Regions from separate parts of the Mus musculus genome. Here all the other regions are linked to region 1. Evidence: chromatin contacts called from public HiChIP or PLAC-seq and promoter capture Hi-C data. All regions are on one chromosome and are shown on one strand. Each heading gives the region's core, a stretch centred on a gene start, on an enhancer-like site or on the middle of the called end of the contact. The rest is flanking DNA. Distances are from core to core; before and after follow the strand shown. Region 1 holds the start of Ubtf (upstream binding transcription factor, RNA polymerase I). Region 2 holds the start of Arl4d (ADP-ribosylation factor-like 4D). Region 3 holds the start of C1ql1 (complement component 1, q subcomponent-like 1). Region 4 holds the start of Kif18b (kinesin family member 18B). Region 5 holds the start of Eftud2 (elongation factor Tu GTP binding domain containing 2). Region 6 holds the start of Etv4 (ets variant 4). Region 7 holds the start of Higd1b (HIG1 domain family, member 1B).

Region 1 (3,354 bases), core at 254-2,753:
CGGCCTCTGAGCTCCCCGCTCCGGCGGCTCCCTTCTCGGCTCTGAGCGCGGCGCCCTCCCCCGCTCGGCCGGGCACAGCCGCAACTCCCTCCCGCGGCGGCAGCGGCTCCTCCTCCGGGCGCGGCGGCGGCGCTGGGGCGGCGGCTGCTGCTGCTGCTGTGGCGGCGGCGGCTGTGGCTGCTGCCTGCTGCTCCTCGCGGCGAAAAGCACAAAGCACAGCGCCCTCCGCCTGCAGGCAGCCCGCCCGCCCGCCCGCCGGCCCCGGCCTCAGCTCGCACACCCCCCGCCGCCGCAGCAGCCTCCGCCGCCGGAGCGGGGAGGAGGGAGAAGGGAGGAGGAGGAGCGGGAGGGGGGGCGGGAGAAGCGGGGCAGCGAGCGCGTCCTTCCCCGTAGAGCGCACACCGACCCCCGGGGAGCGAGCGCCAGCCCGCCCGCCTCGCCGGCTCCGCTCCCTCCCACAGCCTGCCCGGGCGGGCTCCGCGGGGGGCAGCTGGGAGGAGGGGCGGGCGCTGGGGGGACCCGGGCGGCCGAGGCGGAGGCAAGGAAGGAGGGGAGGGGGGTGGTGGTAGTGGCGGCGGCGGCTGCTGCTGTTGCTGCCGCCGGGGAAGGGGGGGGCCGGGACAGGGAAGACACGCAGCCGCCCGGATGGCGGCGGGGCTGCGAGCCGAGGCGGGCGAGCAAGCGGGCGGCTAAAGCGACCTCGCCAGCCCCGCGGGGGAACTAGCAGGCTTGGCCGGCGCGGGAGGAAGGGAGGGCCGAGGTGCGGCGGTGGAGAGGGTGGCCGGCGAGCCTCGCGGGTGCCGGCAACCCTGCTCTGGAGCTCTCTTCCAGGCTCTCCCAGCTTAAGCTCGGTTTCCCGGCCTAGTCCTCATCTGCTCCTCTCTCCCGCCTCCGGGAGCGGGCTAGCGACCACCCTGGTCCCCGGAGCGTGGCTACCGGCTTGGGACTCACGCTCCCGGATCGCGGTGCGAGGTTTCGGCGCCTACCTCTCGGTTCCCTTATGCTCCGCAGAACACCCGTGAAACTTAAAATATATATTCTTAGTCCCCTAAACAACAAAAACCTCTCCCGTCCCTCCTCACACCCGGGAATCGGCCAGGAGCTGCCGACCCCAGCGGAAGAGTCACTCTGGGAGCCGGTTCAATCCAGCCCGGCATGGCTATCCAGGCCTTCCCGGGCGCGTGGAGGACGGAGATTGGCGCCGCCAGAGAGCAACCCCTTTCCCCCGAAATCCGCGGCACCGAGGCTTACTTACCGAGCAAGTGGGTGCTAGTGAGGGCCGGGGGCGCCAGGCAGCACGGCAAGCGGAAGAGCCGAGCCGCAGCTCCGCAGCTGCCGGCGCCCGGGCAGCGAGTCTCCAGACAAAGCCCGAGATGGCGAAGCGGAGCGACGGCTAATGGCGAGCCCCACGCGCCGCGCTCCGCCCGCCCCGCTCCGCCCGCCCGCCCGCCCGCCTCGGCGCAGCGCAGCGCAGCGCCGCTCCGAGCGCTCGCCCGTCAGAGCCGCCTTGGCGCCGCCGCCTCCCGGGCCGCCCCGGCCTCGCCTGGCCCCTCCGCCTCCTCCGGGCGGCTCAGCCTCACCCCTTCCCTCCCACCGCTCGGGGGCTGCACGAAATTTTAAAAAAAGGAATAGTAAAAAAAAAAAAAAAAAATGTTTTTTGCTTTTTTTTTTTTTTCCAAGGCAGATGTTTTTCGACATTTAGCTCTTTTTTGGCTCCCAGCTCCCACTCACCTGCGGGGCCTCCGGCAGGGCTGGGGGCGGGGGTGCGCGGGGCTGGAGCCGCCGAGCGCGGGTTGAAAGCTAGCCAAGCTCTGCAGCGCCCGACCCGGGCGTGTACGCCGCCGCCAGTCCCCGCAGAGAAATCGTCCTCCTACCCCCGCCTCCATCGCTCTGCGTTTCTCTTCCAATCAGCCGGTCGCTTGGCGGCTCCTCCAGTCTCCGGCCAAGCCAGCTGCCTAGAGCGAGCTCCACTCCATCTGCTTGCCCGACTCCTCGCTCTCCTGTCGGGGCGGGCAAGGCAGCTTGAGGCCGGAGGGGGATCTGTGAGGGATCCTGCCTGCTCCCTCTCCCATTGCTCCATCCTTGCTGTCTCCTGCCTCCTCCTCTCCTGCGTTTTTCCAACTCTCCCCTGTCGCCACTGGTGTGTGTCTGTGTGCGCAGGTTTTCTCTCTCTCTCTTTTTTTTTTTTTTTTTATTGCTTTGCTTTTGCAACCCTGAAGCTAAAGCGGGATGGGGGCGAAGGGGAATGTTACAAAAAAGAAAAAGGGAAAAAAAAAAGCCTCCTAGGTTTGCAACGTATGAAAATACCCGGGAAGTACCCCGCCTCGTTTGGGTCTCGGTGCCCGGCGAGGGCCTTCCGGATTTCAGAGCCAGTCTTGGGTTGTTCTCGATGTCCCCCATCTTCACCGGCCGTATGATCCGAGGAGTTAAGAACAAAAAGTTCACCCCTGTGTCGTAGTAGGGTGTCAGTGGGAGTTGGGGAGGTTTTTCAAGAAGCAGCGGAACGGCCATCCCTTTACCCTGGGCTTCAGTAACTAGGCCGCGACCGGGGTAGGGGTTTAGAGCAAAATCCCAGCGCGTTTGTGCGAAAGAGCTGGAAGGGGGAAGTCGGAACCGGGAACGGAGCTTCGTGCGTCTCCCCCTCGGTCTCTGCTTCCAGTTGCCTGCAAGCTCCCCCTTTAATTTTTTTTTTTTCTCCTCCTTTCCTTTAATCTAATTTCTTCCAACTCCACCTTTGTTGTTACCGGCGTCACGCCTGGATCAGCCAATCCCCTTCTCGCAATCAGCTTGTCAAAAAGGCTTGGCCAGCCCTGAGAAAGCAGGCCGCGGGCGCTGTCCCCCCACCCCGGCGACGACGGGGAGCCCACAAGAGAGCTCCGCACCCCGGTTTAAGGCAGGATTTGAGCAGCCCGGCAACCACAGATCTAACCTCCCGTATTCCACCATCCAGCAAGTCTGGGGAGAAAAGGCCTGGGCGTGTGCCGCTTTTTAACCTCCCACTGCCATCGGTTCTAGTGGTCTTTACCTCCCCTGCTAGTGGGCTGAAGGGATATCAGGATTAGTTGTAGGGAGGCAGAAGGCAATGTGAAGGACGCTGGTTTCCACCAGGTCGGCCCACGCTTGGTTTGTGTCATCACTCCCCGGGACACGCCATGGCTCCTGGCTCCTCGGGCTGCCACAATAACACTGCTGTTGCTCACATCTCAGCCAGCTGGGTCGCACAGTCTCTTTGGACCATTTCTTGGCACACTGCCTTCTCCATCCACAGTTTCGTTGCTGGTGTAATTCCTCTTGTCTCCTGGGGAAAATGAGATTTCTTTCCCAGGATTTCCACATCCCACTCTGCCACGTTGC
Region 2 (3,354 bases), core at 523-3,022, 650 kb before region 1:
TGTGACCTTTGAGGCTTGAGGTGTCTGTAGCCCTAGAACTCTGGCTGGTGCTGAGGAATGAGCTGTGTTTGATTACTGAGGTACTTGGGGCAGAACCCAGAGTCTGTGCATGCTGGGCAAACTCTCTGCTGCTACGCCATCATGACTGGTTCATCTGTATTTCTGAAATAGGGTCGTGTTAAGTTGCTCGTGCTGGCCTTGAACTCATGATCTAGCCTAGAGAGGTTATCCATGTCTTGTCTCCTGCCTCAGCCTCCAGAGTACCTGGGATAACACTCTGTGGTTATGCCCAGTTGAACTTTGTCTTTTAAAGTCTCTTTTATCGTGCTTTTTAGACAGCATCTCACTGTGTAATGCTGGCTGTCTAACGTAAGACTGCCTCGCCCCAGAGTCTCCCCATGAGAAGACTATTGCCAAGCAGTGAGCATCCTGGCACTGAATTCAGACAGATCTTGCTCAGCCACATATGACCTAAATGTGATCATAACTAAGTCTTTTATCCATCTGCAGCTTTCTGTACCTGTAAGAAACAGACAACAGTCCCTAACATGCTACTGTGAGGTAATGGGGTCCTCCATGCTCTATATGCAGGAAGCTGAGGCCCAAAGATTGTTAGGATGTCCAGGATAGCCTGAGCTACATAATGAGATTCCTATCTCAAAACACACACACAAAAAAACCAAATATAGCTGGATATGATGGCTCATGCCTTTAATCCTTTTTTTTCCTTTTTTTTTCCCGAGATGGTTTCTCTGTGTGGCCCTGGCTGTACTGGAACTCACTCTGTAGATCAGGATGGCCTCGAACACAGAAATCTGCCTGCCACTGCCTCCCAAGATTAAAGGCATGCACTACCACTGCCTGGTTTCATGCCTTTAATCTTAAAGGCAGAGGCAGGTGGATTATTTTGTGTATGAGGCCACCCTAGTCTACATAGTGAGTTCCAGGATAGCTAGGGTTATATAGAAAGACCCTGTCTCAAAAAATACTCCCCCCACCCCCTTATCCCTTGAAGCAATGGCTCAGTGGTTAAGAGCACTTATTACTCTTCCAGCGGACCCAGGTTCGGTTCCCAGCACCCATATGAGGCAGTCACCACTGTCTCTAATTCTGGTTCCAGGAGATCTGACATTTCCTACTGAACACATGGGCATATACTGACCCACTGGCTTAACTGACACTGAGCACTGCTGCCCTTGCAGAGGTCCTGAATCCATTTCCCAGCAACCACATGGTGGCTCACAACCATCTGTAAGGGGATCCGATGCCCTCTTCTGGTGTGTCAGCGTCCCCGTACTCCTATATACATTAAATGGGCTTAGTATTATGAATCAGCTGTATCAGAGCTCCAGGTAAATACTGCTTTGCAAACTAGATGAAGACAGTGACTTGAATGAGTACTACTGAATGAGGTAAGATACGAAAACATGTCAGAATCTCTTCGAGCAGATCTTTAGGTGGAAGGAAAGTATGGGGGGGGGGCAGCCGGATTGAGGGCAAGTGGATGGGGTAGTGTCATTATTAGACATTCCGTTCCATGCTCTCGTCAGGCGCAGCCACGCCTGTTCCTTTAGTCTGTCCCACCTCCCAGCCCTAATGAGTTCCAGGCTCTGTTCCAAATACTGAATAAGGTAGAAAAGATTAAAATAAAGCGGTTCCGGATAGAACGAGCTCTCCATTTCCAGGCTGGGGCTGCAGAGGCTGGCTCAGTCCCCGCCTCCGGGACGCTGATTGGGCCGCGTCGTGTGACGTCACGAGAGGGTTTTTAACGAGGAACCGGAGCAGCGGCACTGCAAAGTCCGCTGTGGCTGAGACGCGACGAGTCGGTGTCTGGTTGGCGTGGCTCGCGGAGAGTGCGGCTGGCTGAAGGTAAAGGAGGGTGTCTGGACCATGCAAAGGCGCCGGCTTGCGGGGCTTAGGGGAGCGGGCGTCGACCGCTGGCTGGAGAGTTGCAGGGCCGTGTGGTGGTGGTCAAAGCGCCCGCAGGGGCGTGCCACCGTTGTGGGTATGCGGTGCTTGTGGGAGCCCGACCCACATCGGTGCTCTTACTTTGGGCACACTGCCCGACCGCCTCCTTCATGCGAGATTTCTCCTCTGGGGAGTGGAGAGCACAGCTTCTGCTTTCTCTCAATCTCGGAGAGGGGTGCAGGGAAACGACCTTACTTCGGATCTTGCCTGCAAGATCCGCACCCTCGAAGATCCTAGTGCCCGAGAGTTTCTCTGACCTCAGGGCCTCTCCTAGGAGTCCCTGGGACAGGAGCACGCCTTGTTACACCTGTAGCTACTTTTTTTATTTTTTATTTTTAAGAAGAGGGGAAGGAGAAAGGCATTGGAGATGGTTTAAAAGCGCCTACCCTAAAACATGAGGACCCTAATTGGTTCCTGAGACCCACATACTCTTGTAAGTTGTCCTGACTTTAACACTCAAGCTGTGAGTGGCTTACACACACGCACAAAATATTTTTTCTTTACTTTGGAAAAAGAGGCACTTAAAAATCTTTTTTTTTTTCTTTTTTGTTTTTCTAGACAGGGTTTCTCTGTGTAGCCCTGGCTGTCCTGGAACTCACTCTGTAGACCAGGCTGGCCTCGAACTCAGAAATCCACCTGCCTCTGCCTCCCAAGTGCTGGGATTAAAGGTGTGCTCCACCACTGCTGGGGCAAACCTTGTTTTAATAAAAGGAATATTTAGAAGGGTAGGGTGCAGGTTTAGGGGAAGGACCCAAAAGTTGCAAATTCGTTTATTCTAAACCTTTCTCGTTTCTTTTTTGGCCTTGTTTAGACACCCCAGCTTGTGCTACCTGCCGTTTTAAGGTCTCCTCTTCTTGGCCTCTGCTGGAGTCCCAGACCTACTCCTGAGGTCCACCCTGCACCCTAGCTCACCATGGGGAACCACTTGACTGAAATGGCCCCTACAGCCTCGTCCTTTCTGCCGCACTTCCAGGCCCTGCATGTCGTCGTCATTGGGTTGGATTCCGCGGGGAAGACTTCCCTTCTTTACCGTCTCAAGTTCAAGGAGTTTGTCCAGAGCGTCCCCACCAAGGGCTTTAATACTGAGAAGATCCGCGTGCCCCTGGGGGGTTCCCGTGGGATCACTTTCCAAGTGTGGGATGTTGGGGGTCAGGAGAAGCTTCGGCCACTGTGGCGCTCCTACACCCGCCGGACAGATGGACTGGTGTTTGTGGTGGACTCTGCAGAGACTGAGAGGTTAGAGGAAGCCAGAATGGAGTTACACCGGATCAGCAAGGCTTCCGACAACCAGGGGGTGCCAGTGCTGGTGCTGGCCAACAAGCAGGACCAACCGGGGGCACTGAGTGCAGCCGAGGTGGAGAAGAGGCTGGCGGTCCGAGAGCTGGC
Region 3 (3,354 bases), core at 295-2,794, 630 kb after region 1:
TTTCCATCACTCCGCCCCGCCTCTAGAGGAAACTTTTTCCCGGGAGGCGCAGGATAGCTCTGTTACTCTGGGAAAAGGTGGAGCATTCCAGGGGGGTTGCAAAGGGTGTTCGTTCAGCTCGATGGTCCCTTCTCTAGGGCCAGGGATGTACTGCAGTTAAGGCTATTGGGCAACGAACTCCCTCTGCCTTTGTGCGCAAAACATTTCCTGCAGCCCTCCTCCTTCTTCTCCTGAGCGCACAGCCACTCGTCTTAGCGCCCTCCGGCGCGGAGACTGCTTCTCCTTATCCTTGCCCTAGAGCATCCTTGCTGTTCCCTTAAAGCCAGTCGGCGTCAGCTTGAATCTTAGCTCTCAAGAGAAATCAGCCTGAATCAGTCTCCCACGGGCCAAACCCCTACGGACCAGTTCGTGCGCCCTAGAGCCCTGTGATCTGACTAGTTGGATTTATCTTTACGCATTTCCACTCCGCGGGTGCCCTGTAGCCTCTCCCTTAAGAGCTCAAGCCCAAGGGTTGAAGACTCAGGGGTGCCCGCTAATTACAACCATTCTTCACATGATAGTTAAGGGGGCCGCTTTAGGGTCTCCACCTACGCCTGCCCGGTGTGCCTGTCGACTCTGATCCAATACGCATTCTCCTGGGGGCTCCCTGGGAGCCCTGCCCCCAGGTCAGCCCCACGCCCCCTCATGGCCCACCTGGCCGTTCTTGCAGAGGTCTGCCCACATACTGGTGCCGTCGCCGCCGCGCATGAGGACGTGGTAGGTGAAAAAGTAGGTGCCAGGAATGTTGCATGTAAACTTGCCGCTGGCCGCATCGTAGTTGTTGCCTAGGTTGGTGACCACGTCGTCAAACTTGAGCACCTCGTAACCCTCATGAGGGTTCTTGAGGCCGGCGTAGAAGGCCACGCGTGGCACCGTGGTATAGGTGGCCGTGCTGATGGCGCCGCTGCCTCCCGAACCCGGCAGGCCAGGAGGACCAGGCTTGCCTGGTTCACCCTTCTCCCCAGGCGGCCCCACAGGACCTGGAGGGCCCCGGTCTCCTGGAGGCCCCGGAGGGCCCGGCTTGCCCGTGCGGCCCGGCTTCCCCTGGGGGCCCTGCACCAGCGTGGAGGGCGGAGGCGCACCGCTCTGCTCGCTCAGAGCGTCGCCGCCGTCGGACCGCGCGCCGGCGCCGGGGCCCCGCGCGGGATAGGGGTCGCACACCATGCGGCAGGTGCCCAGCATCTCATAGTGGCCGTCCGGGCCGCCGGAGCTCACCAGCACCGGGATGAGCACCACCAGCACGAGCAGCATCACCACGCCCGCGGCGGCAGCCAGCAGGGTCTTCCGGCCGGCGCGGAGCCTTGGGAGAGCCGGGCCACCCGGCCGCGCCGTCGGGGCAATGATGCCGGCGGGTAAGGGGCGCGGGCGCGACGCCCGCGCTCAAGGGCGGTCCGGCGGGGCTGCGGGCATGGGGCCGGGGCCCGGGCGCCGCGCTGCGCTGCTTGCGCTGCGGAGCCCAGCAGCCGGCTCCGGCCTCGTGCTTCCCTCCCGCTGCGCTGCCCGACTGAACGCGGCCTCCCGCCTAGCGCCTAGCTCCTCCCGCCTTCCCTGGCTGGGGCCACTGCCTCCTCCGTTGGGCCCCGCCCACCCGCTCCGCGGGGCTCGGAGAGGGCGAGGGGTGGGGCTGCGGGCGGGGCAGGCGCCTAATTGGGCCGCGGAAGCCTCAAGGTGGGAGGGGCAGGGAGGGGCGGGGCTATGAGAGTGGTGGGCATCACGGAGGGAGCTGGAGATTGAGGCTCAGAATGGGGAAGGGGCTAGAGTCAGGAATGAGTAGGACCAAAGGGCAAGCGGAAGGAGGAGCCACAAGGAGAGGCAGAGAGCTCAGCGTGGCATTGAGATAGATGTTCCGTGGGTCAGTTCCGAGGAAAATCGTGACAGAGGGGCAAAGGACCACCACCTGCAGGAGGTCGAAGGATGCAACATTGCCCCCTGTCTGCAGGGGACAAAGAGATGTTGCAGGGGGTGGAGGGTTACAGAGTGAGGAACAAGAGAGTAGAACAAGAAAGAGGATGAGGGCTAAAGCCTGGAAGGAATACTGGGGAGGGGCGTTCCATAGGCACCCAGGCCTAGCATCCAGATAACCCGTCTGGATCCTTTGCTTTTAGGGTGCCCAGAGGGAATCTCTGAATTCTAATAGCAGCCTGACTTTTTATCTGATTCTAACTACTTCAGGGGCATTCTCTCCCAGGTGGCAGCGTCTTCAGCCCCTTCTTTTCCACTGCCCCAGGGGATATCTTCTAGGCTGCCTCTACCTGTGGCCTCTTCCATGAGGCCTTTTCTGATCTGAGCTACTAGCTAGACAAGTGGGAAATACGGACCCTGAGAAAATGAAGTACCCCTCCCATGTCATCTCTTAGTGTTAACCAGTCCTAGGTGGTTCTGCGTTTTCTAGCACTCCCCAGAAAGAGGGGGGTTGATCTCTCCTAGCCCCTTAGGGGACCCCCCTAACTCTTACCCCATCACGTTCTTCTAGTGCAGGAAAATGTTTAGGTTGCATAAACTGAAATGTGTCTGCTTCCATCAACATATTTGTCATATTCTGTGAGTCCCAGCTCAAGCTGTGTTCCTCCTTCACCCTCCTTTATCCGAGGAGGAGGGCTGTGTCTTTCTGAGGCCTCTGGCCACGATAAACAACAACACTCCAGACTCATTCTTTTTGCCTGCAAGACTCCTCCCAGTTCACACTCCCACCGCCGACCTCCCACTGTCCATTTGATTCCCTGATTATCCCTACCTAAAACTGAGATGCCAGAATAACCAATGGTAGAAGTGGGGGTGGGCGGGACGCTGCCAGAGAGGACTTTCCAAATACTAACCCGGGTCAGCATGACATCCATCACCAAGGAGGAGGGAGCTAAGACAAACTGCGTTGGATGCTTTGTATGTATGGTCACATTTGATCTTTACATCAATCTAGATATAAAGCCCACCATTATCCTCGTTTTACAGATGGAGAACAGAGGCTCTGCGAACTTAAAAGAGATTTGCCCCCAAGTCACGAAAGTAAGATGTGGTGGAGATGGGATTCAAGCCTGCAGCCTTGCCCCTCGCTGTTTCAATCTCAACGCGACAGGGTCTCTGGGGCCTATTTATTGTCGAAAGTGCAAGGTGATGCGAGCATGCCTTAGGACCCCTACACTCCTCCAGGCAGACTCAGGCCGGGTAGCCCTCAGCTTTCAGCTGTCAGCGGCCTCCTGGTCCCTCGGGACAGTTTCTTAAACATGATTCCCTTTAGAAGGACAGGGCTAGTGAGTGACCGGAGGGGCACTTGCACGGTCATGGGTATGATCTATCCAGACCCCCAGCCTTCTAGAC
Region 4 (3,354 bases), core at 606-3,105, 610 kb after region 1:
CTACTTTCTGGTTCCTGAGGTTTTAGATGAGGTTTTTACAAGCACACCTATAAAAAGGGTAGACTTGTAATTTTAATCGCGTTCAAAATAAAATCTAGACTCTTAAGATGGAAAGAAAAGGTTTGCTTTTCTAATTGACTGTAAATATCTGGGAATTGAGTGTTTGTTTGTTTGTTTTCATTTGTGTGAAGGTAAATTTTAAGCTAATTTAATCACCTCATTGACCTCACACCAACTAAAAATTTCTATAGCTTCTATTTTGGGAGGACCGTGGTGAGGGTGCTGAGAACTAAACTCAGGCCTCAGTGCATACCAGGGAAGCATTTGCCACTAGCTCACACCCCTAACCCCATGCCAGCTCTCTTTTAACTATAATTATGATCTATTTAACTGACTTCAGTGTATTTTTGTTTTAAATTCCCAAGTGTGAATTCAATTTTTCATTTGTATTTGTGTGTGTGTGTGTGTGTGTGTGTGTGTGTGTGTGGTGTTTTGAAAGAGTCTCAATACAACTGGCCTTAAACTCAGAGACTCTTCTCCTCTGCCTCTCTCTCAGGGGCTGGGATTATTTTACTATGCCTAGTTTGTATTTATAACTTAACTGTTTGTGGAGAGAGAATATAGTTTATACAATATTATGATAATTTCAGTTGCTGTGTCACTAGATAAGAGAAAAGCTTTGCAAATGTCTCTAATAATATGATGCTTCTATACTTTTTTTTAAAAAAAAGGTATTAGGGCTAGGTTTGATCTCTAGACCATGAGAGAAAAAAAGGTACAAATGGAGCGAAATTAGATAAAAACAAAGTAATGGAGAATGAGATGCCTTAAAATCCTGACTGGCAGAGGGCATGGTTCCATAATGAAATAGGCATGGAAGAAATAGGATAGGGACATTGAAGGAAGCGCTGTTAACAACAAAAAGCTCATCCACAAAAGTAAAATTATATATGTCCTCCCAAGTCAAGCTTAACTACACTCTGTGCCTCCGTTTCTCAACATGCAAATTGTAATATTTTTTAATTATCTGTCTCACCAGGTTTGTGTTAAGCTTGAATGGCATTCGGTTTTTAAGTGCCCAACAAATATTAGACACCGCTGGTAAAGTTATATGATACATCATTTCCCTATGATGCACTGAACCACCAAAACCAACACAAACCAGTATTTTAAGTTCTTTGGCACAAAACAGGCTCTACCTTGTACTTGTCACAGTAGCTCAAATGTCCAAGGCTAAAAGACTCGATCATCCTGGTACTAATAGAGGCCTGGTTTTCTTTCATGCTCGCCAGTGTTTAGGAGTGTCCCAGTAACCAAGCTGCCTCCCTCGGTACACACACAGCCGCGTAATCAGCTCTGACAAGAGGAGCGGAGTGGTTCTCCCATTCTCTCCTGCCGGGCGTCCCAGATCTCCAATTCTGACCTGTAGAAAGACCCAATTCCACCTCCCACACGAGGAGGGGTAGCTGCTACGGAGCCGGGTGCACCTTTCAAAGGACCGGGTATACATGAGAGGACTTAATATGGGCCCCGGACCGTGGGACGCAGAGATCACGATCGGCTGCATTCTCGGTGTAAAGGAAGTGCCCTCCTACTCGTCCCTGACCTGCCCAAACAAGTGCTGATTCGGGTTCCAGACAACTGCAGCGAGCCCGCGCAAACGACAGCTCTGCACCGAGCCCGCGGGGCCGCCCCACCGTCGACCAAAGCCTACCTCTCGTCGGTTCCCGGTGCTGGTGTCGGGGGTCGCTTACGCGTCCCTCCGCCTCGGACAGGAGCCCTCGGATTCAGGAGAGAGCTCCCCCACACCCGATTCCACCGAACCAACCTTCTTCCGGCGCGGCGCGTTCAAACTAGCCGGTCCGCTCATCCGCGCTTCTCATTGGTCACCGCCCGGCTCGCTGATTGGCTGTTTCCTAAGTAACAAAGACAGCCGGGGGTGCGCTTGCGCACTAGTTCTCTTGCGCGCCTTGGGTTTCTTTGGCCAAATCAAACCGGACGGAGCGGAATTGCCACCAGAATCGAGTCTCTAGCAGTGTAACCAGGGGGCCTGCCCCGTCTCTGTGGTCTGTGGGCTGAGTTCAGCAGCGGTTACAGCGACCACACATTCGACAGAATTTAAAACCTGCTTTTGTGGCTTAAATAGGCACCCTCCAATTCAGAGTGGCTCGTGCCTTTAATCCCATCACGCAGAAGGCAAAGGCTGGCGGATCTATTTGAGTTCGAAACCAGCCACCCTCCAGGTAGAGCGTTCCAGGCCAGCCTGAGCTACATGAGAACTTTACTCGATCTCTCTCTCAAGTAAACTGTCCTCATGGTGGCGTTGTGAGCAAGTCTGGGGCATGTAAAGGTTACTGTAGGGTTTCTTTCACCACAACTGTGAACAAGCTAGTAGAGTCATTTAATACTGGATAACTTGACTCAAATTATTTATTCACCACACTTAGTTTAGTGAGGACAAAAACAACAAAATTACATGAAGTTAGGGTTAGTACAAAGATACAAGAACACTGAATACTCTTGCCTTCTCCGTCTCCAAAAGGAACAGTTGTTTAATGATAGCTTCCTGGTAAAGAAGTTCCCTCCTCGCTTACTGTAAATCTGGTTTTTTTGTTTTTGTTTTTGTTTTGTTTTGTTTTTTTGCGCCCTAAACGTCCCCACACACACACACACCCCAAGCTGAGAACCAAACCCAAGGCCTTTTCTTTTGAGTGAGTGAAGTTTGCTTGGTCTTTCATTTTATTTATTTATTTTTTAATGTATATGAGTACACTGTTGCTCTCTTCAGACACACCATAAGAGAGCATTACAGATGGTCGTGAGCTACTATGTGGTTGCTGGGAATTGAACTCAGGACCTCTGGAAGAGCAGTCAGTGCTCTTAACCGCTGAGCCATCTCTCTAGCCCCCAAGGCCTTTTCTTTACCACTGAGCTAAATCCCCATAAGTAAAAATTAAAAAAAAAAAAAAAAACGTAATGTGAATAACGCACCTTGTAGATGTTCAATAAAATGGCACTAGGTGTTCTCAGATTCATTCAACGATTGTTATGACAGGTTCAGAGGTTACAGTGATATGTGATATACAGAGCTCCCAGTCTATAGGAAAAACTTAGATATTTATCACAGGTGGGGATTGTGATACATGCCAAGGCAGGAGAGGGAAAATGTTACAAGTTCAAAGCCAGCTTCATGTACATGGTAAATACTAGATCAGCCTGAACTATAGGGAGTTCCTGAAAAGGGACAGAGGTGGGGGAGAAGAGAATTAATAACTAATAATAACATAAGATGATACAGGGTATAGTTAAAACATGCTGGGTATAGTGAGTTGAATATATTTGGTCCAGGGAGTG
Region 5 (3,354 bases), core at 440-2,939, 560 kb after region 1:
ACCTCCTTAGAGTGATTTATTATTGCCTAAAACCTTATAAAGGCAATGAGTAAGTACCTAGCTGTGCAGCCTGATAACCTGAGTTCAGTCCTGGAAACCCACTGAAAAGCTACATAGGGTAGTGTGAGTGTCTGTGATCCTAGACGGCCAACAGGAAATGGGAGGCAGAGATTCTCTGAAGCTCAGAGCCAGCTAGCCTGGTATTGGCAGTAAGGAGGAGATAGGACCAAACCCTGAAGCTGTCCTCTGACCTCCACCTGCAAGCCACAGCACATCTGATCCTCACTTACTACACAGAAACACACACACACACACAGAAACACACACAGTGTGATTATCCAAGCATAGGATCTTATACCCATGATCCTACATACATCCTGAGAGACCCTGTCTCAAAAAGCAACAAGTAACAAATGTTGGTCATAACAAAACTTGACCTTCTTGAGCACGTGAATCCCCATGCTCCTTTGTGTTCACGCACCAATGCCCCTGACAGCACCTTGCACAAAAAGACACTCAGTAAAGCTAAGGGAGTGGAATGTTTTGTTCTGAAATTCTGGTATTTCTTACAGTATACCTACTGTTTTTATTTCTAAGAGGCAACCACAATTATGTTCATTGTCTTCTCCCAAGATTACCATCACAAATTTTTAAAGAAGGTTGTTTACTGAACAAGCCAAACTCATCTCTGCCCCCAGGATAATTGTCATTCCCATTGTCCTCTGGCTATGTATACCTTCTTAATTCATTTAACTCACCCTTTTCCTTTAATGTCACCTATTTGTCACTCCACATATACTTGCCAGGCCACCCTTACACTAATCTCTTAGTGTGTGGCTGGGTGCTTAAGATCGAATCCTGGGCCTCACACTCTACTAAACACTTCTCCACCGAGTTACACCCCTCGCCTAAGTAAAGTCAAGGTTATGCCTGAGTAGTACTTAGGGAACATGTGTGTGTGCCCGCTACTGATAAATGTTAATAATAAAATAGGAGCAAAACGACAACAGTGCCTGGGACAAAATAGGCCCTCAATACGTTTTGCTAGTTTTGTTTTTCGAGGGTGGCTTTGGGTAGGGGAGTGAATTAGTGATATGCTTAGTTTAAGTAAAGCTACTCTAAATAACCAAAACTGCATCTTCCCACTGCAACGCAGAATCTCAAAGGAATGCTGGAATCTTTTCTGGTTTTGGCTTTTTGAACCAGACCCGCTACTTAGCCTTGAACCTGCACCAATATTTCTGTCTGCATCTCCAGAGCGCAAAAATTAGGCACTCGCCATCACAGTCAGCTCGGATGCAGAATAGTTTGAAGATGGAGACAGTCTGGCGGTGAAGCAGGCACCGATGGAAGGGGGAGTGGCAGGGGCCTGGGTCTTTACAGCGCCACCTCTACTAAGGGACAGGATCTTAACCACGTTGGGGACCGCGGAAACCCCGGAATCGACGGTGTGTGCGTGCGTTGGGGTCTTTCATTCTCTTTCCCACGCCAGAATTCAATTTACGCGTTCGTTAAGCGAAAGGGATAAGTACTATATAAATCGCCTCTTCCCAAGCTCATGTTTCGCTCGTTCCCCAAGCCCCGAAAGGACCCTTCCCGGCCAGCTCACCCGCCGAATGCTCAGCCGAGTGCCCCGGTCCGCCGCCTGAGCCCGCGCTTCCGCCGCACGCCGCGACAACGCCGGCGCCCGGCGCTAGGAAGGACCCCGAGCGCGTCGCCGGACCGCCTCGCCTCGGAGGACAGCTCTGCCTAAGGAACAGCTTCGAGAAATTCTGGCCCCGGAGACAGAAATGGGAAAGGCCAACTTGTTGGTCCTCAAAACGAAGCGTGGACTTCTCCACAAAAAAAGCAAGGCCGGAGGATTCTGATCAGGCGCCTTAGGACAGCCTGAAAGGAGGGCCTTCGGGCCGGTCACGTGGGCAGACTGGTGGCGCCGTTGCTAGGCAACAATCTCTGTTGCGAGGGCGATGCACTAAGGTGTTCTACCAGATCCGGGGTTTCTCGAGAGAAAGCAGGGAGTCCAAGACTGGGTGAGGGTTTAGGGACAGTAAAGGGGATTGCTCTAGTCATTCTATAATTGGAGAAGGCTTAGAACTCGACAGAGAAATGGGTCGGGTAGCGAGAGTCTATCGTCTCTATTGCTTAGAGGCTGAGCCTAGATCATGATGAGCTCAGAAGTTTTGGAGAGAGCAAACTAGGCACAGCGAGATCTCCTCACCCCCCAAAATATTGCTTAGGGTATGAGACTCTTGAGTACAATTGTTGGCTGAGTAACACAGCCCACTTCTCGGCGTTCCATTTCCCATCATGGTTGGGATGGCTGTGGATTTGCTTGCGGACCAGCTCATTTCCTGCCCTAGGGCTGATCATGAGTGAACTATGGCTCCAGCTCACCAGGATTCTGAGGTGGAAAGAGGTATCATAAGTAAATGTCAGAAGCCAGACCGGAACACATAGCTTCCTATGAAAACAGCCCCATCAGACACATACCGGGAGGCGGCAGGACTTCAGTGGTAGGACTGGAGATAATGCCCACACAGCACACATTTGCCTGCCGCTCTGTGCTGCTCAGGGATTTGGGGATGGAGGCTACTGAGTTTTCTCCTTCTGACACTTCTCAACTTCCTGCTTTGTCATTGCTTTTGGTTGAGGTGATTTTTTTTTCTTCATTAAAGACATTTAGTGAAGTGTGAAATTTTGTCCTTGAGCTGGAGTAGATAATAAAAGAAACCTCTCTGTCTCTCTCTGTATCTGTGTCTGTCCTCCCCTCTCCCCCCCTCCCCCGCTCTGTTCCTTTATGGTAATAAACTGATATAGAGAAATCCTATGTGAAAGAATGAAGAGTCAGAAATCTGAACTCCAAATTGCCTCCTCAGATGAAACACCTGAATTAATAGGTGTGTGTGTGTGTTGTGGTTTTGTGTTTTGCTGGGGATCAAACCCAAGGCATTTGCATTCACAAGGCAAAATCCTACCGCTGATCCAGCCCTTAGTGTCTAAAATATTGTTAGAAGCAGAGAGCAAAGTCAAGACTTCAAACGGGAAACCTTTCTGTTTTGTTCTCAGTGAGAAGCCTGGAATACATTTTCATCACGCAATTCCATTTTACCTGTAAAGGAAGAAACTAGATTTTTATAACACTCCAGGTTAAGTATCAGATTGCTTTGGGTCATTTCACATTCTGGCAATGAATCCCAGGGCATCATCTTTACCCTGAAGACTTAAGCTCTGCTGACATGCATTCTTCTTGCCTTCCCAGGCCTTAGCCATGGAGAAGAACGATGTAATCAACTTCAAGGCCCTGGAGAAAGAGCTGCAGGCTGCCCTTGCTGCTGACGAGAAGTACAAAAGGGA
Region 6 (3,354 bases), core at 609-3,108, 530 kb before region 1:
TATTGAAACTTTTGTTGTTATTTTGGCTTGGTCAGTAAATTGGCCCTCGGAGTTAGGAAGAAGTGAAATGAAGAGAGTAAAAAACCAAGCAAGGTTCCAGCAACTCCAGAAGATAGGTAATAAATTACTCCTTATTCCTCCCGTTTCTCATTGCTCTCTTTCAATACCTCAACACCCCAACACTACACCTAGGCCAGGAGCCTCCTGCCAGACAAACTCTGCAAATGAAATTTTCAACTAGGAAAAAAAAAAAAAAAAAAAAACGGGCCTTGGGCCAAAATCCATTCAAATAAGCAAATACCCCACACAATAGTCTGATTCATCCCCAGGCCTAGTTATACAAGCCTGGCTCCGGGCGAGAAAATAAATATCGATATGTGTCCACACTGGGCACCGGGGAGAGTGACATGGTTAGGGACTGGAGAGATGGGGTTGAAGGACTCCTTGAGACAGACAAGAACCCCCCGCCCCCCATGTCCCACTTCTAATTTTAGGAAGGAAACAAAACTACTCACCTTCTGCGAGCCACGTCTCTTGGAAGTGACTGAGGTCCTGGAAGAGATCTGATGGGTGAATATTGGATTGGTGAAGAGGTGGCGATAATATGGGGAAGAGACCTGGCGAGCCCGGGTTACAGCCTCCCCACTGGTGATAAGGGACGGAGAAGAATGAGTGGTTTGACTTTTGGGGAAACGTGGGTTGGGGAAGTCCAGGATAAGGCTTTGGGATGGATGTACGTGGATTAAGCAGAGGGGTCGCAGTTTGTCTGTTTCTTTACCTTCTGAGTCGGAAGGCGGCAGGGAGCCCGGGTCCATGAGCTTTCCCTGCGGGACCATCAGCGCTTCGCCCAAGCTCCCATTTCCGGGAGATTTCTGCTGGAAGGAGGGGGGAAGAATGCCCCCGAATCACCCTGAGGAGTCTAGCTTGGGGTTGGGGGTGGGGTCCCGGGGTGGCTCAGGGGCCAGGCGGTCCTGGACCCACTGAGACCCCCCGGGAGGGGGCTGCGGGGCGAGTAGGGGCGGGGTGCGGGGCGGGGGCGGGCGTGGAGGCCGGCGCGGCGCTCACGCTGCAGAAGGTGTAGGGCACTCGCTGGTCCAAGTATCCGCCTTTCATCCTCCGCTCCATCCGGCCGCTCCCTCCGGCCACAGGGCCGGGCCCCCGCGCGGAGGCAGAGACCTGGGAGGGGGGAGGCAGTTCGCACACGGTCCCGGGAGCGCTGCGGGGGGGAGGGGGCGATCGCGAGGCTTTGGATCGGACAGCGAAACTTCTCCGACTCGCTGGGACCTGCGCGGCCGAGCGCCTCCACCGCCACTCCTCTCCCGCCAAAGGAGGTCCCACCTGCTCCCTTGAGCTGGGGTTGGTGTGTCTGCTTTCTGCAGCCCTGCTCAGCCCGAACTGGGTTACATAAGACGTGTGTGTGCGTGTGTGTGTGCGCGCGTGTGTGAGTGTGTGTGTGTGTATGTGGGCGCGCGCGCGCGGCGCACACCATTCGCACGCCCATAACTCAGGCGCCCCCTCCAGCCTCGAATCCCGACGCCTCCCACCCCCGCCCCGGAATGTGCGGAAGCGGGCGCCGAACAGAGAGAGTGTGGTGTGTGGGAGATGAAGCGGGGAAATCACAGACACTCTCCCTTCCTTCCCCTTCCGCAGCTTCACCTGAGGTCCGGGCGTCTGTGCCGGAGCCGCGGGGGGATGCTCAGCATGCCCGGGGGATGACACAACTAAGGTGGCGGGGCTAGGCCGGAGCGAGGCGGCCTGAGCCCCGGGTCCCCAGAGCCCCGGCTTGTTTTCCGGGCGCAGCAGACAGTTGTGAGCCCGGGGGAGCAGCTGATTGGTGCATTTCCTTTGCCTTGGCCTCCGTTCTCGCTCTTCCCCCGCCCCTCCCCACCGGTTCCCTTTGTTTCATTGACTTTTGTGAATGAAACCCCAGGGCCGGGCACGCCCGCCAATCCTCAGACTCGGCTAGCTGAGCTTGAGGGAGGAGTTTCCCAGCCACGAAGACCAATCAGAAAGTAGGGGCTGGCTCCTGGCTTCATTCACTTTTTGGACTTCCATTCATAAAAAAATAAACTCCTTTCGGCTTTAGTTCATTCATAAAGAATTGAGAAAAAAAGACGGAAGCTGAAGACCCGGCAGCTTCTCCACGGGTTCCAACCTGGGTTTTGGGTCTAAGGACCCCTGAGCTCCTTCCGCTGGCGTTAGCTCACGCCTCTGTGCATCTATACTTACGTGGGAGTGTGAACACGTCTGTGTGCCCTGGGGGGAGGGGGAGGCAAACGGACTTGTGCGCCCAGAGGAACCATAATAACTAGCATTTATGAAGCGCTCTGCCTCCACGTGCTAATTTCCTTCCCATAACGTGGTGCTGCGGAGCGGTTTCCATTTTACTTTACAAATGAAAATGGAAGAAAGCTAAGAAAGACACCATGGCCTCCTCACCTGAGGTAACTCAGCTTGTCACTGAGGGGCATTAGCGTTTCAAAGCCACCAAGGTCTTCTGTGCAGCCCTCTGAGACCCCGAGCTACTTGAAAACAAATGGAGGCACAGTTGGTGCTCAGTAAATGTAAACTGGCTCAAACCGGCTTTCTCACGGGTCTGTGATCTGTAGAGTTGCTTATTCTGTGACCCGCTTTATCATTCATTCGAGGCTTTGCCAACAAGAGGCTCAAGGATGTCTCTCTCGCTGCCATCTTACTCCTTATGATAGGAAGCAGAAATCCCAAGTGACTTGGTGATCAAAAGACAGGATGGGTTCCAATTTTGTCCAAGAGGTTGATCTTAGTGTTTGTCATTCGAGCATCACTGCCTTCAGTAAATATCTGCTGTGTCAGACATGGTGCTGGGCGCCAAGCAAGTGTGAGAAAGACTACCTCCCTTGGGATCTGGGTTGCTTTAGATGCCGTCACAAGGACCCACAGGCCCACAGGGCTGCTTTCAAAGTTCATCTGTCTAACCAAACAGTACTTCTGAGAAAGAAAAGGTGCATGCAATCTCTTCCAGCCTGTAGGAGTCAGAGAAGGGACAAAAACCTTAACCCCCTGGCACCTGAACTGGGCTCTTTCTGCCACACAAACTCCTCCCCTTTACCTACCAAACTGTTCTTTAAAGTTTGAACCTGCTGCCGCTCTCCTCTAGGGACCCCCCTTTTCATGAGAGCCTGGGTCAGTCCATATATATGGTGAGGTATCTTTCATTCTCTTCCCTGTTAGAGAAATCCCTATATAGTTATGGGGATCTCTGCGGGGGCCCAGAGGAGGACTCCTTCCTTGAGCCTCGCTCGCACTCAAGAGTTGCACAAAATGCCTGTCAGGTGAACAGCTACAATAAAAAGCTAAGTAATGGAGTTTTGCAGG
Region 7 (3,354 bases), core at 621-3,120, 520 kb after region 1:
AGGGAGTTATGGACTACTATGTGGGAGCTGGGTCTCCAACCAGGATTTTCTGCAAGAACAAGTTCTTTCAACTGCTGAGCCCTGGCTCCAGCCCTTTGTCCCTCCTCTATTTTACTTACGATTTGAATTTGATCATGATCCCTGTCTTACCTCACCCAGGTACTTCCATGTCCCTTCCTGTAGCTTACACCCTGCATCTCTTGAGAACTCAGGCCAGGCTGGGGCTCTGAAGAGGCAACACAGGAGGGTGTGTGTGTGCGCGCGTGTGCATGTGCGTGTGTGTGAACATCTGAGAGGAGAGTTCTCATGGACACTGGGGATATGTGCAGGCCCTGGGGATTTGGTGTGACCTTGAGCCTCTTCATAGAGCAGTGAGCGTCAGGGAGAGAAAAGAGGGACATCAGCTGCTGGACATCTTTCTAGTGCCAAAAAGGCCCCTCTGGGAACACACGCGCACATATGCATGCGCAGAGAGGCTACGTGATGTACAGAAGGGACTAAGGCCTGGGAGGAAGGGGCCCTTCTCAGTGCATCCTGCTCTGTCCCCACGGGCTAAACAACAGCTGCAGCTTCTTCTAGTCAGGGATGCCAGGATGGACCATCCATGCTTCAGTCTCAATAAAGGGTTTCTGATCAGTCAGTCCCCTGGAGGCAGCCAGACATGGGACAGATCATGACAGCACGACTTATTATTAGCTATGCATCTTTGGACAAGTAATTTGCTCTCTCAGAAGCACAGAACCTTCTTCTGTGACTGACAAAATACCTGGTCTAGGCAGATTCACACTTGTGTCTGTCAGGAAGACGGAGTAAGCAGTATTCCAGTTGTTGCAAACCACTGAGAAAAGTCCCCGATCCCTGCTGGGTGTGGTGGGGCAGCATTTGGGAGGCAGAGGCAAGTGGATCACTGTGAGTTGTAGGCCAACCTGGTCTACACAATGAGTTCCAAGCCAGTCAAGACTGTACATTGAGACCCTGTCTTAGACGAAAACAACAAAAAGATCCTTTGATTCTCCGAACTCCTTCCAACTGGGGCTGAACCTAGGGCTGCCCACTGGCTAAGTACGTTACCCCTGAGCTGTACCCTAAGCCTTCCTCACCTCTTTTCAACATTTTTCTCTGTGTAGCCTTTACTATCCTGGAACTCTCTCTGTAGATCAGGCTGGCCTCGAACTCAGCGGTCCACCTGCCTCTGCCTATGAGTGTTGGGATTAAAAGCATGCACTACCACCATCTGGGTTTATTATTTTTTGAGACAGTGGGTATGTTGCCCTGGCTGGCGTGGAACTCACAGCAACTCACTTGCTTTCTGCTTCCTGAGATCTGGCATTAAGGTGTGCACCAACACACCTATTTTTTTGAGACAGTCTCATAAATTGTCCAGGCTAGTCCTGAACTCACTCTAGCCAGGCTACCTTTAAATCTGCAACCCTCTCATCTCAGCTTCCTAAGTAGCTGAGGTTCCAGGTACAGTTCTGAAGGGGATCAAGACTAAGGTCAGAAAGCCCTACAACTGAAACATCTTAGACTCCACATCGCTCATAGGAGTTTAACGTGGGGGAGGACCCAGGAGTCCCGTCCATCTTTGCTTCTCTAGTCCTCCACAGCAGTGTTCACATGTGCACCAACGGGCTTATAGCAGTTAAGGTCTCTCCTCTATCAGGTCTAACCTTACTTTGCTACCTCTGGAGCTCAGTGTGTGTGTGTGTGTGTGTGTGTGTGTGTGTGTGTGTGTGTGTGGTGCTCAGTGTGTGTGTGGTGCTCAGTGTGTGTGTGTGTGTGTGTGTGTGTGTGTGTGTGTGGTGTGTGCATTTAAGACTGATGCCGTTCTCTCTCCTTCCTGCTGTCATAACTTCAAAGACACTGCTTCCCTGACCCCATAGTGACAACTCTGGCATTGGCTTTTTATTGATTCAAAGCAGCGGATGCTGAGCCTTGGTCTGGCTGTTCATTCTCCACTTTCTAGCCATCTATCGAGTACGGTAAGCACGGGCATGCTGAAGGAGCTGGCTCAGTCTTTATCCTGGGATTGGCCTCAGAGGGCTTCCTACTGTACCCCTCCTCTGAGGACTGGGACTGTAGCTATGATCAGAAGAGACATTTTTAGGGGTTTGTAAGGAGGTCAGGAAGGAGGCAGAAGTTGGCAAGCAGTTTGAGGACCAGAATTTGTTCCTTTAGTCTTAGGTGCAAAATATATCAATGTCTTGCCATTTGCATCTGCTCTAGTGGTCTGGTTAACCAGTGTTGCGTCTGTCAGGGACAGCTCTGGATCCCCAGAGCCAGATCGTGCTCTGTAGCTCCCTTAGGAGCAACTATCAACAGATCCATGACCAAGAGGGCCCCAAGATTCAAAGACTGTTCCAGTCTACTCTGGATTTTTCCAGCTGTTTTTCTTGGCCAGAGGATCACACCCATCGGGATGCAAACCGAGAGCAGGAAGCAAGCGGAACAGTAAAGTCAGATGAACCAGAGGAGAGGCAGATGTCACGGACACGAGGACGGTAGCTTCGAGCAGCCCAAACCCTTGCAAGAGAACACCCAGAGGGGTATCTTTTCAAGTGCAGGTTGTGCTGGACATGGTCAGGACCTGAAGACTAAAAGTCAGAGTCCTTATTGTGGGCTATCCTCTTCTAGAAGTGGGCTAAAGCCTAGGCACACAGCTGTTAACATCTGGATCCAGGATCATGTCTGCTAACAAGGGCTGGTGGGTGCCACCTGAGGGTGAGGACAACCTGTCCAAGAAGTTCCTAAGGAAGACCAGGGAGTCTCCACTGGTGCCTATAGGTGAGTAGGGGAAGAACAGGGTTGGGGTGGAGGCCTCCTCTCTGGGACTTCACGTCTCTTGTTCCTTTTAAAGAATGAGGCACTGGTCAGAGAACTCAAGTGGTCCACCCACTACACAAGGAACAGTACAATTAAAGAGTCTGGATGGGTGGTGGTGGCACCGGGCAACAAGGTGCTAACAGCAGCCTCCGGATAGGGGGTCATTTTTGCAACCTGGGATTGCCTCAGTTTTCCTTCCAGGCGCTAGAATATGAAAATGTATACAAAAAGGTGGAAGCCAGGAGTGGGTGGAGGTGGCGGCAGTGTAGTCATGACAACGAACTACCAGCATATGGGGAAGGGTCATCATGAGGATCACAGCTGCATCAAAGAATCTACTCAGTGCCTGCTACCCAACCTGCACTGCCCCGAGGGGAGCCAAGGGACCTTGGACTTGGACACATGCCCAGTGATCGCATTCTCTGCCCACAGGTGTAGCAGGCTGCCTGGTGATAGCAGCATACAGGATTTACCGGCTGAAGGCTCGGGGTTCTACCAAGCTCTCCATCCATCTGATTCACACCAGAGTGG

Evidence for each region. Promoter capture Hi-C pulls out the DNA fragments that hold promoters and counts their contacts. HiChIP or PLAC-seq counts read pairs in DNA pulled down with a chosen protein or histone mark.
Region 2: a contact with region 1 is called in an HNF4G HiChIP or PLAC-seq map of pancreatic cancer cells. The contact joins the promoter of Arl4d here to the promoter of Ubtf in region 1.
Region 3: an HNF4G HiChIP or PLAC-seq map of pancreatic cancer cells shows a contact between it and region 1. The contact joins the promoter of C1ql1 here to the promoter of Ubtf in region 1. A contact is called at or near these places in 1 of 484 Hi-C or Micro-C datasets (embryonic stem cells) and 2 of 115 datasets of contacts at active chromatin or transcription factors (bone marrow-derived macrophages and pancreatic cancer cells).
Region 4: a FOXA1 HiChIP or PLAC-seq map of pancreatic cancer cells shows a contact between it and region 1. The contact joins the promoter of Kif18b here to the promoter of Ubtf in region 1.
Region 5: a contact with region 1 is called in a promoter capture Hi-C map of erythroid cells, with 10 times the contacts expected there. The contact joins the promoter of Eftud2 here to the promoter of Ubtf in region 1. A contact is called at or near these places in 2 of 39 promoter capture datasets (erythroid cells and fetal liver) and 1 of 115 datasets of contacts at active chromatin or transcription factors (pancreatic cancer cells).
Region 6: a contact with region 1 is called in an HNF4G HiChIP or PLAC-seq map of pancreatic cancer cells. The contact joins the promoter of Etv4 here to the promoter of Ubtf in region 1. A contact is called at or near these places in 1 of 115 datasets of contacts at active chromatin or transcription factors (pancreatic cancer cells) and 1 of 9 other capture datasets (pancreatic islet).
Region 7: a contact with region 1 is called in an H3K4me3 HiChIP or PLAC-seq map of bone marrow-derived macrophages, with 5 times the contacts expected there. The contact joins the promoter of Higd1b here to the promoter of Ubtf in region 1. A contact is called at or near these places in 2 of 39 promoter capture datasets (cranial neural crest and embryonic stem cells) and 3 of 115 datasets of contacts at active chromatin or transcription factors (bone marrow-derived macrophages, embryonic stem cells and pancreatic cancer cells).

Annotation. Positions count from the first base shown.
Region 1 is chr11:102,317,593-102,320,946 of GRCm38.p6, forward strand. It overlaps Ubtf (upstream binding transcription factor, RNA polymerase I), which reads right to left and starts at 1,504. Exons shown (of 21, transcript NM_011551.7): 1 at 1,256-1,504.
Region 2 is chr11:101,663,769-101,667,122 of GRCm38.p6, forward strand. Arl4d (ADP-ribosylation factor-like 4D) reads left to right here and starts at 1,773. Exons shown (of 2, transcript NM_025404.3): 1 at 1,773-1,869; 2 at 2,780-3,354. The coding sequence starts at 2,882.
Region 3 is chr11:102,945,172-102,948,525 of GRCm38.p6, forward strand. It overlaps C1ql1 (complement component 1, q subcomponent-like 1), which reads right to left and starts at 1,545. Exons shown (of 2, transcript NM_011795.3): 1 at 694-1,545. The coding sequence starts at 1,290.
Region 4 is chr11:102,923,269-102,926,622 of GRCm38.p6, forward strand. Kif18b (kinesin family member 18B) reads right to left here and starts at 1,856. Exons shown (of 16, transcript NM_197959.2): 1 at 1,715-1,856.
Region 5 is chr11:102,879,286-102,882,639 of GRCm38.p6, forward strand. Eftud2 (elongation factor Tu GTP binding domain containing 2) reads right to left here and starts at 1,690. Exons shown (of 28, transcript NM_011431.3): 1 at 1,610-1,690. It overlaps Ccdc103 (coiled-coil domain containing 103), which reads left to right and starts at 1,939. Exons shown (of 5, transcript NM_028492.3): 1 at 1,939-2,030; 2 at 3,067-3,146; 3 at 3,260-3,354. The coding sequence starts at 3,269.
Region 6 is chr11:101,783,452-101,786,805 of GRCm38.p6, forward strand. It overlaps Etv4 (ets variant 4), which reads right to left and starts at 1,859. Exons shown (of 13, transcript NM_001316365.1): 1 at 1,657-1,859; 2 at 1,066-1,176; 3 at 779-872; 4 at 516-563. The coding sequence starts at 1,125. Gm39392 (a long non-coding RNA gene) reads left to right here and starts at 1,870. Exons shown (of 3, transcript XR_880221.3): 1 at 1,870-3,354.
Region 7 is chr11:102,833,979-102,837,332 of GRCm38.p6, forward strand. Higd1b (HIG1 domain family, member 1B) reads left to right here and starts at 1,871. Exons shown (of 4, transcript NM_001357580.2): 1 at 1,871-1,982; 2 at 2,635-2,784; 3 at 3,256-3,354. The coding sequence starts at 2,685.